Linked DNA regions of Mus musculus: region 2 is linked to region 1. A link is a contact called in public promoter capture Hi-C data. All regions are on one chromosome and are shown on one strand. Each heading gives the region's core, a stretch centred on a gene start, on an enhancer-like site or on the middle of the called end of the contact. The rest is flanking DNA. Distances are from core to core; before and after follow the strand shown. Region 1 overlaps Dock4 (dedicator of cytokinesis 4). Region 2 overlaps Dock4 (dedicator of cytokinesis 4).

What was found. Capture Hi-C pulls out chosen DNA fragments and counts their contacts.
Region 2: a promoter capture Hi-C map of liver shows a contact between it and region 1. The contact joins two enhancer-like sites. A contact is called at or near these places in 1 of 15 datasets of contacts at CTCF or cohesin (the NIH/3T3 cell line) and 1 of 9 other capture datasets (liver).

What each region holds. Positions count from the first base shown.
Region 1 is chr12:40,565,960-40,571,059 of GRCm38.p6, reverse strand. The region is part of intron 1 of Dock4 (dedicator of cytokinesis 4); the gene reads right to left. Among named protein-coding and RNA genes, the nearest start is that of Dock4, 120 kb to the right of the region's middle. Within about 2 kb of position 1,874, at least 54 of the 459 cell types and tissues checked have an H3K27ac peak or open chromatin away from gene starts, as enhancers often do. A contact at or near this core is called in liver, where this site is marked.
Region 2 is chr12:40,787,653-40,792,686 of GRCm38.p6, reverse strand. Dock4 (dedicator of cytokinesis 4) reads right to left here. Exons shown (of 53, transcript NM_172803.2): 31 at 4,311-4,459; 32 at 2,526-2,611. Among named protein-coding and RNA genes, the nearest start is that of Immp2l, 230 kb to the left of the region's middle. Within about 2 kb of position 1,281, at least 25 of the 459 cell types and tissues checked have an H3K27ac peak or open chromatin away from gene starts, as enhancers often do. A contact at or near this core is called in liver, where this site is marked.

The DNA.
Region 1 (5,100 bases), core at 625-3,124:
AAACTGACAGGTTCATACTTCACACGCTTGGCTTTCTCACCCTAGAAACTGTGAAACTGTCTTTCTAAAAGAGACTAGACTTATTTTCCCTCAGTGCTATTCAAACTGATGATGAAAATTTTCATTATTTCTTAATACACAAAGGCTGTTTCTTTGTTGTTGGGTTTTGTCAGTCTTGTATTTTGTTGTTGATAGTGGTGGTAGGTTTGGTTGGTTGGTTGGTTGGGTTTTGTTTGTTTGTTTGTTTGTTTGTTTGAAGATCTAAAACTCAAACCCAGAGCAAGAAAGTAAACTACTATTGAGTGTTATACCCCAATACAATAATCACTCTTGATACTTCTTGCCTAGTAAAACATGAACTTTATGAGTCAGGACAACAGGTCCTCACTGTATTTTCAAAGTATAGCACAGTGTCTGGTTCACTGAGCACCCAACAAATAACTCATTAAGAAAGCTGGCCCTTAAAACCTATGCTACTACATGGCTCTCCACTGATTAGAGAGATGTCCTATGGAGCTGCAACCATAGGCTCCAGCCCAGAGGCTCTAATTTAATTGGCCTAGTATGACAGCACTTAAGCATACAGCTGGATTTAATCTCAGTAGACTAGACGACTTGCAAAGTTTATTTCAACACTAGCTCATCTGTCCCAATTGGTGAGCTCCAGTTTCAGTGTTAGACCTTATCTCAAAAATAAGGTGAAGAAAGGCACTTGGCATCAATCTCTCTGTCCTCTACACTCATAGAAACACATGTGCAAGTCCAACAACAGAAACACCCACATACATGGATGGTTCTGTCCTTGTAGAGAACCCCCCCCCCACTCATCGCTTTCTAGTAAACAAGCTAGCTATCTCCATGCAGTGGATTCATACCTGACGTCACAACCCTTCATGTACCTCTGTTGCAATAATTTCACCCAATGAACATTATTACAATGGTAATTGAAGATCAGTCACATTTACTTGGTGAAAAAAAAAAGTTGCTACTCCAAAATTCAAACTGGAAACTATTAGGATATCCACCCCTTACATCTTAATGGGGAATAACTCGTCAGGAGCCCGCAAGCCAATTCTATGTTGTTGACAGAGCAATAGAGGGCACCCTGAGCGGGTGACAGGACTGTGGCAATGAGTCTGCCATAGAGGTGTTCCCCGAGGTGCAACATAGGCTCAGTCTTGATAGATTACAAAATGTATTGAGAGAGAAAAGAAAGTCTTCTATATTCTCACTGGGTACTGAGAGGAAGGAAAAATGCACTGTATAAACGACAGGGCACAAGATGAGGGCTGCTGCCTATTTCAAAACAGCATGACTTGTAAGAAACGGGCAGAAATGAGCTTGCTGCCAGCTCTTCTAGAACTAATAGTCGTGACTTGCATCCATTTCCTCTGAGGGGGGAAAAAAAAACCTCCTCAGGGTGGGATAGGAGTACAAAGCATGTGGTATCACAGAAAGGCTACCACTTAAATAATCCCCAGGGAACTTTGTGGGGTTTGCCATGTCACTGCCTTGGAATAGGACAGCAAACACCTATGAGTATGAAGCCAGGCTGCTTGTTGTCATTAACAATCTTATCAGTTCATGGTGAGCACTATGTACCAACTTAAACTGGAGTGCAAGTACAGACTCACCCCTGCATCCTGGGTACTTTATGAGCAGTGCTCAGGCTCCTGTAGGATCCCAGTCCCAAGATCCTTTCCGTGTCACCCAGTAAGAAAGGGCTATGCTTGCTTCCTTTATCAACAAGTGATTCACTAGGGAATTGTTGCTTTGATGAGTTAGCACAAAAATAAGCAGCTGAAACAATGTAACACAACCGGAAAGAGGACTATTAATGAGTAATATCACTATGATGATTAACCAACTTCTATTCTCTGGCTTCTCCCCAAATGTGCCTCCTGCCGAGCAGTGAATTGCCTGACATTTAAAACATACTGCAGTACCTTCAGGAACAGTGACTAGCTGTGCTGAGCTACACGGCATTTGACATTAGCACTACCAGACAATGAATGAAAAAAAGTTTTCCCATCCTCAATATGTTTGTTCTGAGAAAAAGTTAGCCTTGGATATGTAACCTGAGTCAGTTATAAAAGCTCCACCCGTAGTCCATTTCTCCTTTAAACTCAGGCAACTGTAATTAAACATGCAATTTTTGCTTCAAGGGATACTCAGCCTAATGAGAGGAGTCATAGAGTGCTGTAATTAAAAGGCAGGACCTTACAGTAGGAATGATTTCATTGACTTTCAATTCTAACTCTCATTGGAAGATTTAGGGGGGAAAAAAAAAGTCTCCATCTGTCCTTGTGTGTGAAATGGAGAAAACGCCAGCTACCTCACACAGTTGCTGGGAGGACTGAATGGAGCGATGCCCACACAGTAGAGACTTTTTTGTTGGTGGTACCCCTGGCTGCTGCTGTTGTCAAAGGTGGCTGTGCAAACAGAAGCAGATGGACACCTGACACCAGCCATAGAGTAAGAGAAGCCAGTTCAGTGCTGTGTAGCAGAGAAAGGATGCGCACCTGGAAATGTTTAGCGGCATAGAAAGGAACAGCAAAGGGTGGAAGCAAGAGAGAGCTACCCCAGCTAAGCTGGGGGTAAATAGGTGGCTTTCTCTGGAAAGAGCTTCTGTCTGGTTAGTTTGTTAGTTGTTTTCTTTGTGTGTGGTTTTCTGTTGGAAACAAAGTCTCACTATGTAGCCCTGGATGTCCTGGAACTTGCTATGGAGACAAGACTCAGAGATCTGCCTGCATTGCCTCCTTAAGCACTGGAATAAAAGGTGTGTGCCATTTGATCTCAGTACACAGGAAGAAGGAAGGGACATCAGTATCTCAGAAGGAAGTGATGACACCAGTGACTGACAGACTTCTGAGGGAAAAGACTAAGAGTGTGTTTCAGTCACACTGACTTTTAGAATGGAGTAAAGTTGGCAGAACCCAAGGAGCTGAATGTATGGATTCCTCAGACAAAGACTGGAAGACTATCTGAAGTCACAGGCTGTCCTAACAGAGTTTTACTAAAATAAACAGCCAAAATGAAGACACATCAAGATCTTAAGCCCTAATTCACACCTGGAAATGAATAAAAAGAAAAAAACAAACAAACAAATAAGCAGTGTCAGAACAAAAAGTCAATGATTTGAGCTCTGTTAGCCCGCCCCGTATGCCTTCTAGCTACAAGATCCTGGAGGTTTATGAATTCATTCCCTAACAATGTAACAAATAACCAGTGTCTCCAAAGGACTAGACGGAAAGTGCATAAGGTAAACAGTAGCCATTCAAGTGCCCAAAGCCCGGCATCCACCCAACTACATCACCTTCTCTGAGAGCAAGAAAACTTTTCAGGCACAGGCTTATGGGAACAGCTGACAGCAAATGGCTCGCTGTACAGCATTCCTCATAACCATGTTGCAGGAGGGAAAGACAATGTGTTCTATATAACTTTTATTGTTTTGAAAATAAGAGCACTGGTTGCAATATGATTTGGACTTAACCACAGTCCATGGCAGAACTTTACTCCAAATGCATCTAGCACTCCTATCCATCCCCAGGCCTGACAAGAATTAGGACAGCTATTACACAGCGCTTTTCTACTGCTCCCAACGTTTATTGCATTCTCCCTCTGTCTGTCTTTCTCCTGCGTAGCAGTCTTTAGTATTTCGGTGTCACAAACTTCTTCCTCATGTACTTGCACTAAATATTCAAAAACACCTGGTAAAGGTTGACTGAAGAGAAGCAAAAATGGGTGAGGGAGAGAGGGAAGAAAAGAAGGGGAGAGAAACAAAGAGAAAAACGAAGAAAAGAAGCATAGAAAAGAGGATTTATCTAGTACCAATAAGGTCAACAATATGAAAAATTGACATTTAACTACCCCTGATTTAAACTGCAAATCTTTACCCGTCTCATGACTCTTGTTCTAGCTGAAATGATGCTGCTTCCATAGGAAAGCCACCTACATTACTGTAAGTATGGCACCTACATTACTGTAAGTATGGCACCTACATTACTGTAAGTATGGCACCTCACATCGTCCTCAGGCTTTTCCAAAGGACTGCTGATGATCTCTTAGATATCTTCTAATTAGTCAATTTAATTTTTCCTACAAATTCTTAGACTCTTGCTTGCCTGTCACTGGCCTCAGGAGAAAAAGTTACAAGGACGATAGCTTTGGAAAGGTGTGGTGGATGGCAGCTGGTTACATTTGTCTCCTGTCAAAAATGCCTAGAATCTCATCTCTAAGATTAGGTAAATGGGTTAGGGCAATTAAATCTCAGATAGCACCGTTTTCTACGTGTTTCTTATGTCTCTTATGCCTCACTCTCTGTCTGTCTCTTGTGTCTCTGTGTCACCTCTCTCTGTCTCTCTCTGTTTCTCTGCCTGTCTCTGCTCCACCCTACCCCCTCTCTCTGAGATAGGGTCTCATGTGACTCAGGGCTGGTCCTAAACATACTATATAGCTGAGAGTGATCTTAAACATCTGATCCTCTGAGTATGATTTTATAGAAATTTCTTGACTGTCATAGGCTGATATTATATATATATATATATATATATATACACACACACATATATACACACACACACAATATAATAAACTAGCTTTACTAAAACCAAAATTAAAATTAATACTTGAATCATTACTGCCTCCAAAACCATAAAGACTTCTACTTCCTTTCCCAGAATCTCAGTAAAATAGTTTCAACTTACTTTCCTAGAGTTTAAAAAAAAAAAAAAAGAAAGAAAAGAAAAGTAGTAGTTCCATGGGATGACAAAGAGCTGACATCTTTTGAAATTCTCCTCTGGGGTTGGGGAAAACCTACCTAATAAAAATATATCGCACCATGGCAAGTGAGCCAACATTTATTTTTATCTCATGGACCCTTTACTACATACAGGACACTATGCCAGGCCCTTGGAATCCATGATCCCTTCTCATTGAATAAAGGGTCATATGTGTTGTTTAATTCAGAAATTTTTTAGACTTGAAAAGTAGTTTAAGTTAAATATCATATGTTTATAACCTTCTCGGGTCTACCTGGGTCAGTATCTAGCCATGAGTTTTGCATTTGAAGCAATGCATGCATGTATGTGCGTGCGTGTG
Region 2 (5,034 bases), core at 32-2,531, 220 kb before region 1:
CCCAAATCCAAACAGTGATGAAACATGTGACCCTTGCTTAAGGATTTCGGAATAATTTGGAGTTGTGGAGGACAGGACAGAGTGTAGGGAGAACTGAGACGGATGCCACTTTCCTTTGCAAAGCTAATTGGGTGCCTCAGGGTAGTGGCAGCTCTGCTGCACCTCCCCAGTGTTAGAACCTCTGTGGTATCCTCGCTCAACCCAAGCCTGCCTGCACAAAGGCCAGATCATAAGTTAAGAGGAGCCAGTAATGCAGCGGATAAGCTCCGAGGCCTGATTTTGAGTATCTCACAGTGTGGTCTGTCGGCCTCGGTTGCAGTGTTTTCAAAAATAGGGAATCCCACTGTTACAAAAAGCAGAGATAATGAGCACAAATGCAGACGCTGTGGGGAGTTACTGAAAGTGAGAGGGATTCTTGGCAAGCCTACGACACAGAGACTCAAAGTCTCCGTCTAAGGGCTGATTTCCCAAGCACAGCATTCAGAAGCAGGGAGTGTCTTCCAGGCTTCCATCTTCTCAACTAATTTTATCAAGTTTTAGGCATGAATTTCAGAGTAAATGAGAATCTATGCCTTCCTAATTCATAACGTGTGCAGCAGCTCACCATGATTACACTAATCCACTGTGATTGTTAGCCCCGCAAATAAAAGGACTTTATTGTTTCCTTGAAATCCACTTGAATTCTCACTTTCTTTCCTGAGACAAGGTAGTAATGCTATTTAATTGTCACTTTGAATGTGCTTTATTACTAATATGCTGACTATAAAAGCATTAAAGAAAAATATTTATAGCCCTTTTAAACTTTATTTTTATTATTATGATTTTTTTTATGTTCTAGTAATATGTTAAAAGTAAACAAAAGAATCCATTGAACAAATCTGGTCCCTTAAAATATAAAATAATTATAGAGGTTTAATTATTACTTTGATTCTAGTGTCAACGTACATCTTATATTTCACAGTCATATTTATATAAAAGCAATCCAAACTGCAAATTATCAGCCCCTTACTAATGTAGATAAGAGGCATTAAAGAAACAGAGCATGCATTTATTAATCTTATGAATTCATTATAAATAATTAATCACAAATCTCAAGGGTTTCATTCCACCGAATGCTTTTGTATTTTAGCTCTTTGTTCTAACCAAGGACTAGGAACTGAAACGAAAGCATTTTTTCAAAGGCAATTTATTATGTTGGATGAGGTTTTAATCTGAATTCTTGCTAAACTCCAGCTGTCGTAAAAGACAGACACTTTGTAAACAAGAATGAACAGGGAGCTTGTGAATAATTAGCAAAAGTTTTGGCTGAATTACAGTATCAAGAGAAAATGGCACTCGTTGTTCACAATGTAACTGATTACCAAATGAAATCCCCGAAGCCTTTCTTTTTCCTTTCTACATAGTTTTCCTGAAAGCTCCAAGAATGACTATAAATCAGGCAAGCTGAAGACTCCCCAACCTATTGTCAAACCTTTCAGTTTTAAGATAGCATTCTTAAAACCCACACATCCAGAGTTGCACAGCTGCTAATTAATGAATGTAAAGTCAACTTGGACTTGCACTTGGCTATGAGCGCCACTTAGGTGATGGTTGGGCATTAATACCAACACAGGTGTATTTTCTAGGAGAGAAATGTATTAGTTTTACACTCTTGAAAGAAATCAGAACATTTCCCCAAACTCAGTGTGCTAATCTTCTCGGTTAAAAGAAAAATACGTTATAAAAATACTAGGTTCAAAATGACTAAGATCTATAAGATCATAAAAAAACCCACAGGCCAGGTGGGAAGTCCCAAAGCGCTGAGACATTATCATGCCTCAACTCTGGCTATTCCTACAGTTAGATGATACTTGATACAAGCAATCCATCCTGAGACTGTGATCACATTGGATCACTTGGGACCATCTAGAAGTCCCTTCCTAGAACTCCATTCTTTTTTTTTTTTTTTTTTTCCTATTCTCTTTGCAAATCCCAAACACCAAATTTACTAGAAATGACTTGCTTTGGTGGCAATCTAATAAGCAGCACTGGGGAAGTATTTAACAGTCCCAAGCCAAAAAAAATGGTCAGCATGGAAGCAGGTGCTGATCATCAGGCACAAACGAAGTTAATTTTCTAACAGCAAATCAGCCAGAGTCATACTTTGGAAAACACTGTATACAAATGTTATAATCACACACTTTTCTCCTCTCCCACTCATAACTCTCTTTAAAATCATTATCTTATAACAATGGCCTTATTTTCCCTTGAAATTACCAAGCGTGAAAAGAGTGAGCTTTGTTATGTAACATAGGCAACCTGTCCTAATCGGAGATTAAAATAAGGAGACATAACTAATCATCAACATAATAAGATCCACTTGCTAGAGGTAGGCAATTATCCTTTATTTCACACTCCACAAAGACAAAGCTCTCCTATGAGACCCAAGCTGTCTCTGTAGCTCTCGTCTACTGTGGTGCAGAACGGCTCAGGACCGACACCAGATGTCCTGAATAGAACCAAGTGGAGAGAAACACATTACTCACATACTGTTGAAGAGCTCACGGTACGTTTCATCACCTTTGCCCTCCGACATCAGGCTGTCCAATTTGTCAATTAGCTTGGCCTCCACCTGAAATACACCCAAATATCACTCTCCTTCCTCCCACTTCCCATGCAAGATTTTTAGGCAAATTGGTATGTATTTCTTTATGCCAGGGGAAAGCCGTGATACACTTTGTCAAAGTGACATTGTCAGCCATGGTTAATAGCAAGCCTCCCTTTGGAATTCTAGGGGACTAATTTAGATGCAGTCAACATGACTTCATACTCCTGGCTAGCTAGCTTCTTCTGCTGCCAAGGACAGCATCTATCTATCTGGGATCCCAACATAAATGCTAGCAGCCCAATTTAAATGTTTCGGTTCTTCTTTTAGGGACTATAAAAACTGGCAAGTCCCATTTCTTTTTCTTTTTTTTTTTTTACATCACTATATCTGAGAACATCAGCAAACTAGCATGCCCAAATACATTAATTTAAATCTTAAATGTGCTTTTTATCTGTTTTCTTTCCTAAAACAGTTTGAGGTTGCACTAAATCTTTGCTGAAGTTGAGAATCCATCCTAGCCATGTACAGATGGTAGAGCCACAGAAATAGTCTAAGTCAGCAGTAAGCGGCAGGAGAGTGAAAGGACATATTTCCTGAAAACTGTAGTCAAAACATTTATATTTTCAAGGACATAAATTCTTTATAACTTGAATATCAGAAAGGGAAAAATTTCCCTTTATCTAAACGAGGCAAGAGAAAATGACAACCTTTAGCCAGTGTTAAAGCAATTTGGGCTTGAGACGAATATTCAACTTTGTCAAAGGACTGAGCCCAGTTATTTCTTTAAAGCAAATGTCAATCAGGAGATAAAGATAAGAGGGAAGGAAAGTGGGACCCCCTACCAAGCACAGTGTGTTCATAGCTTTTCACTCAGCCATTAGCTTTCTTAAAAATAAATGTATATACGAATAACAAGAGAAATGCCCACACTCTTGGCAATAGGAAAGGTCTATGCATGCAATCAAATTGCTTATACAGATGACAAGCACTTTTCTGAGGTTTGAAGAAGGCCTCATGTGGAGAAGTATGGAGGTGGGCCACATCCTGTGGGTAAGCAAGTTTGAGAAGTCAATATGTGAGAGCATGTTTTTCCTACTTCCCCCAACAGACTTGGACCAGCAAAAGTGGCTGATTCTTTACAGATCTGATTTTGCAATCAGGATGTCTGTCTTCCTCAAACTGGAGCACCACTATTAGAACCGAAGTCAGCAAGAAACGATAGATTCATCCCCTTGGAATTTCCTTTGTGAGATTTTCCACTGCTTTCTCCTTCAAATTAATTTTCATTGCTCCAAGCTAAGAGCAATAAAACACACTGTGAATCAAATGCTCAGAGCTAAGCCATTCAGCAAACACAATGTGCAGACCACTGAGAACTCAATGGCTGAAAGAGTCATTAACCTTCCAGTTCCTCTGAGTCCCGGCCAGCTGGGAGCAAACAACCCTCTCTGTACATTCTTAAATACAGATCTGGAATGTCAAAGAATTTTGTTTTTGGTGAAAGGAATAAGATGGGATTCCAGGGTTTCCCTGGAGGCTCAGGGCAACAAAAAGCCAGAGGCATGTATCCAAGGCTATGTGGTACAGGGAGAACGGGTTCACCTGGTTCTGGGGCCATTGAACCAGTGTTCATTTCTCCACAGAGAGATGAATGGAGAAATTGTGAAGACGCCAGACAGGGAAGTGACACCCCCTGTCAGTCCTGATGAGCAATACTGCCTACCTGTTTAAAGTTGCCACTCCTTCTTTGCTCCCAGTCCATCATATCGTGAAAAATAGGAATCATGACATTCCGGAGATCTGGCTGGGGTATCAAGGTTACTTCCAGAAAGGGCCCAATCAGGGCAGGGATGAAATGAAGTTTGTGTTCTCCTAAATTAAGCAAAATGTTCGCGTTTCAGTATATTAGGTTTTAATAAGACTTCAAAAAGATTACTATTAAAAAATTTAGTTAAAACTAGTATCATAAAATACTGAACTACAGTTATCGCCCCAGATAAGAAAAGAACCCATAGCATACAATTAAAATGGCAGAAATAGAAATATTTTAGTAGTGTACATGCTTGTAAAAAAATGGATGCAGTTAATATAAAAGAAACTGGAGAGATGGTTCTGTAGTTCACATCACCCAGAAGCCACATGGTGGCTCATAAGCTCCTGCATCAGCAGTCCCCAAATATCTGATGTCTTCTGGCCTTTGTGGCATCAGGTGTACACTAGGTACATAGAAATACAAGTACACAATACTCCTACTCACAGAATATATGGAAAAAAATACTAAGCTAGAGGATATCCCTAAGGAAACCACAGCTGTTATCTCTGGGTGGTAAAACTGCAAATTCTTTTATGTAAGAAAAACTGGCTTCTGTTTGTATTTTAAAGAAAAATAAATACATAACACACAGCCTAAACAAAAGTCTAAATGCAACCCCCTCAAACTTATTTCT